Regions from separate parts of the Pan troglodytes genome. Here region 1 is linked to region 2. A link is a contact called in public Hi-C data. All regions are on one chromosome and are shown on one strand. The core of a region is the stretch at or near the end of the contact, and the rest is flanking DNA. Distances in the headings are between cores, read along the strand shown.

What was found. Hi-C and Micro-C count contacts between places; a contact is called where the count stands out from the background.
Region 1: a contact with region 2 is called in a Hi-C map of stem cell-derived neural progenitor cells, with 4 times the contacts expected there. The contact joins the enhancer-like site here to the promoter of LHX2 in region 2. A contact is called at or near these places in 1 of 7 Hi-C or Micro-C datasets (stem cell-derived neural progenitor cells) and 1 of 1 datasets of contacts at active chromatin or transcription factors (stem cell-derived excitatory neurons).

What each region holds. Positions count from the first base shown.
Region 1 is chr11:14,669,341-14,672,040 of NHGRI_mPanTro3-v2.0_pri, reverse strand. All of the region lies in intron 3 of DENND1A (DENN domain containing 1A), which reads right to left. Among named protein-coding and RNA genes, the nearest start is that of DENND1A, 150 kb to the right of the region's middle. Within about 2 kb of position 1,375, at least 6 of the 24 cell types and tissues checked have an H3K27ac peak or open chromatin away from gene starts, as enhancers often do. A contact at or near this core is called in stem cell-derived neural progenitor cells, where this site is marked.
Region 2 is chr11:14,444,120-14,446,819 of NHGRI_mPanTro3-v2.0_pri, reverse strand. LHX2 (LIM homeobox 2) reads left to right here and starts at 1,444. Exons shown (of 5, transcript XM_016961627.3): 1 at 1,444-2,307. The coding sequence starts at 2,188.

The DNA.
Region 1 (2,700 bases), core at 126-2,625, 230 kb before region 2:
TCTCCACGTCTCCTCTTGGGACACAAGCCTAGCAGATGTGATAAAAACTGTGTCAGAGAAGTGGCTCTAGTTTGTGCCTTAATGACAACTTAAACCTCTAAACCAATACAACCAAAGGACTAACAGAACTGGCTGTTACCTCTCTCTCCTGCCAATCTTCAAATATCTCTGAACTAAATTAGCACCTCTACCCACAACTTCCCCTGCCACCCCACAAAATCCATTCTCATTTTAAAAGATAAATGAATTCAGCAAACACCCGTCGGTGGCATAAGTGTCTGGGCGCTGTGTATGTGTGTCCTATAATTAAGCCCTAACACATACTTCATGTAGTTTATATTTTCTCAAGGTATGATTGAGCATTCAGATATCTTAAAGGACTGCCTGGTAAATTCCCTCTGATCACCACCCCAGTAACCGTATTAACGCATACAACTGGTAGAGTTACAGTTTCCAAAAAGTACCTAAAGGTCTAAAAATTATTTTTAAATATGTTCAAACATAGGGAAGAAAAGTGATATACTGAGTTATTGAAACATTCTAATTATTAAAATTTATACAGGATAATTTTTTAAACCATGGGTGGCTATACTTTTAACTTGTAAGAATGCTTTGTCTTACCTAATGATATGGTACCAAAAAATAGATTTAAATGTGTACTTCTGATAACATTTTCTAAATTCTATAATTCAGCCTTCAGATGATAGGTCTTTTTACTCAGAATCTTGAAAGCCTATTCAGTCACAATTGCATACCCACTTAATCAGCAATCATTGTTCTGGGATGCAGGACTCTGTTGTCAAGACAAGCACCAAAACCTTAAAAAAATTTTTTTTCAGAACTGGCATAAGAAAAAAGTGATCTTTGTCAGACAAGGACAAATTTATGCAAATCTTTTATAAACATTCACAAACATTTATTTAGCTTTTGAAATGTTGGCCTCATTTGAGAGCATGAAAATGAGGGGGAAGTAGGAAAACGCAAAGGACAGCTTAGAAGCTGGCACGCTACATAAATATTCAGAAGGAAGATTATAGGATTCATGTTAGGCTGTCTTAGGCTTCTCCAAAGTCCACACAGAATAGCAAAGAACAAAACTAACGAGAAGTACAGCAGATGTTAGACAATGCATCAGCCTCTTTTCCTCTCTCACTTGGCTATACTTGGACGCTTTTATATTTTCTTTCAATATGGTTAGGTCATTCAAGGATTCTCCTATAGACTCTGTATTGTGGCTACAGATCTATAAGCTGAAGGTCTGTCAGCTTTCCAAAAGTTTCCAATGAAAAGGCATTATGCAAATTCTACCTCTCTTACCCTCTTTCAGGGGGGAAAAAGGCCTCCAGTATGCAGTCATTGGAGTATTGGAAGCCCCAGCCTTCATTTCTGTATAGCTGTGTTTGCCTCAGGGCCACGCTGCTTGTTTTGACAGTGGATCCCCCTAGATAGTTGGGATTAGTCGAGCTTGTTTAGATAAACTTGAAATCAAGGCCTTCTCTAGGTAGACAGCTAGATGTAGCTACCGAGTTTCCAGCTGCCTCTTCCTTTCATCCCAAAACAACTGCAGCTTCACAGTAGCTATCACAGCCACAGGCTATGTCACATACATAAGTACAAAATTAAAGGCTGCTAAAAGAAGCTTTTGTAAGTCTTAGTGCTAAAATAAGGAATCTGTACTGCTTGGTTTATACAAATTATTCTAGCACTACCAATATGGAACTGAAATCATCAGTTAACAAGGCATATTAATCAAGGTTCCTGGTTTCTTCTGATAGACAGGATCATAGTTTGGTAATATACCTAACCTTCTGCTTATTAGCTCTTGTATGAGAATAATAGCCTAAAATGTTGAAAAGGAAATAATAGGCTTTATTTATCCAGTGGCAGGGAATGTTAGCCACCGTCAACAAACACTGTGAGCAGAATATGAAAATCAAAATGTAAATATCAAATCTGCTTTTGAGAGAGAATTATTTAGCAATTGATTAGAACGTCTCACTAAACAGTCATCTGTTTAGTGTTACAGAACTGTTTCAAATCAACTTTTATTTCCTACAACTTGCAGATTCTGATAGAAAGAATAGGAAGATATAAGGAGGATAAGGAGGATTCAGAACTGAAAAAAATTATGCTCAGAACAGATTGATGACATTTCATTACAAAGACAGAAGGAGGTGATATGAAACACTACTGAAATAAAGAAATTATATAATTCAAAAAGTTTTCTAACATCTAACACTCAAGGGTTTTAATTTTTTGCAAGTAGAAAAAAAAGTCCCTTCAGAAGTCCAGCAAAATACAATAAAATAATACAATCTCACATACATATTTCATTTTACTTTGCATATCTTGCTGCAACAAACAGATTCTAGTGTTTACCTGAGGCTGCCTCGGACAAATTAAACACAACAATGGTACCAGAGTACATTCAGACACTTTACAGAACTATTCTGAAACATCATACAGTACAGAAGTTCTTTTACCATCTGACTGTACTGTCAAATCATACAAGGCAGTCTTTCAATCAAGTCTTCATTTCACCACCAAAAATGTGTTCTCCTGATTCAACAGGTAAGTCACTCTTTCAAAGTGTTAAGACATTCTGGAATTGAAGTCATCAGTTTGAGCTTATCCTATGAAATTTTGGATTCCTTTCATGTGTAACTTATAACCTAAGGAAGGAGCCGGCAAACTTTTCTC
Region 2 (2,700 bases), core at 195-2,694:
CATATATTTGTGCACACATATATTTGTGTGTGAAAGTTACTTACACACGTGAAAAACATGATTTCATGCCTCAACTCTGTACCCTGTGAGGTAAACCGCAGGTCCTGACTATCCCCTTACCTGTCCTGGCAAACAAGTCATTTCAGACTGACACCCGCCTTGTCCCTATTAGACGGAGCCAAACCTGCCTCCGAAGCAGACCCAGATGGGACTCTGTAACCGAAGTGCTTATTCAGTTTTTGTCTACAATCATTTTATTTCCTAAATCCCTCCCCCACCAGACACCTGGGTATTTCCCTCCAGTCCCCAGGAGACTCTAGGGTGAGCCTGAAACCTGGAGGCTGGGGGTAGCAGTTGGGATTTACCCAGCACGCTACTTTGTTGGCCCCTGGGGAGGTGGTGCAGCCAGGCGGGTAAGGAGGACTCGCGCCATCAGCGGGGTCTGAGACATGGTGTGCCCAGTGGGCAGAGAATAGGCCTGTGGTTTTTAAGAACCTCACTGATATCGAATGTGTCTTGGAGTGAGAAAGTTTTTAATGGAAAAGGAGCAAGAGGGAGTGATGAAACAATTTGCTAAGTGCCTACTATGTTCCAGGCATTTTACATCCACAGTCTCTTTCAATCATCACGTCCATGCGGAGGAGAGCTTCTTGTCGCCCATTATAAAGGTCAGAAACAGGCTAAGGGAGGATAAGTCACTGCCTAAGGTTACAGTGCATGTAAATGGCAGAGCTAGGATTCGAACCCTGGCCTTTCTGAGTTCCTAAAGCCATGCTCGCCCCCACTCTTCCAGGCTGGGGAGAGACCGGGAAGAGCGAGAAGCTACATGCTGGGCTGCAGATTGGGCCCTAGCGGGCTTGGAGCGTGGATATGCTGGCTGGCCCCCCTCCCCGGGAGTCACAGCTCTCGCCGGTCTCGCCACTCAGGCTCTGCCGGGTACCCAGGAGGCTTGCACGGCCGCCTGCAGCCCGCTGTGCAGAGCCCGGGCCGAAGGCGGAGCTCGATGGGAAACGGCCGGCCGAAGGCTCTTGCAACTCTGCCACAGGCCTGCCTTCCCGGGCCTCCCAGGCGGGTGCCTGAGGCCGCGGCTCCAGGCCGAAGGGAGACCGCAGTGAGACGAGCATCCCCTTGCTGCGCCTTCTTAGGATAGAGGGTTTAATTTTCCTTTCTGAAGATATCGCAGGAAGCTGTTCGTATCTTAAAAACTCCAAACCCCGCGCTCTCCCTCCTCCCTGCCTCCCTCCCACCCCCGCCCTCCAGCCTCGCCCACCAGCTCCCACCATCTCGACTCTCCTCTGCTCCTCTTGCCTCTCCCCTCCCTCTTGGGTCTCCCGCCTTCCCGGAGCACGCGCTGCCAGGGCCTGGGGCGCCGAGCGGCCAATGGCACGGCGGCAGGACGTGATGTCAGGCGCGGCTGTAGAAAAGGCGCGGAGGCTTGCGCTGGCGCGGACTGCAGAGCCGGGGCTGGGCTAGGCGCGCGCTTGGAGAGCATTGCGCGCGGCTGGGCCCGCGGCCGGCGGCTCCTCCTCCCACTCTGCTCCTCCTCTTTTTTCTCCTCCTCCACCTCCTCCTCCGCCTCCTCCTCCTCCTCTTCCTCCTCCTCTTCAATTCTCCCGGTGGCTCGACTCGGCTCGCAGGCTTCGGAGAAACCCCTACTCCAGTCGCCGACTCAGCGCCCAAGAGGGTCGCCTTGGGCTGGGGGCGCACGCCAGGGAGGGGAGGGGTCCAGGCAGCTGGGCCGCCGCGGACACCTAGCAGCTTCTGGGTGAACCCCGACCGCAGCCGTCGCCGCCTCGGGCAGAGTTTGCGCCCTTGCTTTGCGCCCCGGGCGCTGAAGCCGGGCGGGCGATGCCCGCGGCGTGAAAGCGCCCGCGGCGGGCGCCGACCTCTGCCCTAGTCTCCTGCTCCCCCCGCCCCGCTTGTCCCGTGCCCTTGTGACCCTGGCTTTGGCGCCGTCGCCCAGGCGCCCCGCAATGTAGCTGCCCCCGCGCCTCGGCGGGAGGCGTCCTGCCCCGCGAGCGCCCGGGGCCCGGAGCCCGGCCTGGGGGCTCAGCCGAGCTCGGGCGGGGCCGGGGCCGCGGTGGCGATGCACCGGGCCCGTTAGCGCCAGGAGCGCCAGGCAGCTGAGGCGGGGGGCAAGCCCTCCCTCGGAGGAGCCGCGCCCCCGGCCCCGCCGGTCCCGCCGCGATGCTGTTCCACAGTCTGTCGGGCCCCGAGGTGCACGGGGTCATCGACGAGATGGACCGCAGGGCCAAGAGCGAGGCTCCCGCCATCAGCTCCGCCATCGACCGCGGCGACACCGAGACGGTAGGCGCGCGGCTGTGGGGTCGGGGCTGAGAGCTGGGATGGGGCCGGGCCAGTCAGCGCCTCTGCTCCCCGAAGTTTGGGGAGCGTCCTTCGTGCCGCACGGGACTGGGTGCTGGGGATCCTCGGTCAGAATGCAAGGCCGGTGGCTCCCGGTTCGGGGGAAACCCGGCTGCTGGGACGCAGAAGGGAAACAAGGTTGAAACCGAAATCTCGGCCCTGGGGGTAGAGGAGAGCGTTTCTTCCGAACTGGAAGCGAAGTCCCATCCGCGGCCCGGGGCGGCTCCCTTCTCACCTTGCCCGGTGCCGGGGTCGACAGCCCCGCGCTCTCCTCCACCTCTCGGCTCCGGTTGCTGGCGGCGCCGCAAGCGGCGCCAGGGAAGGGCGAACCAGCTG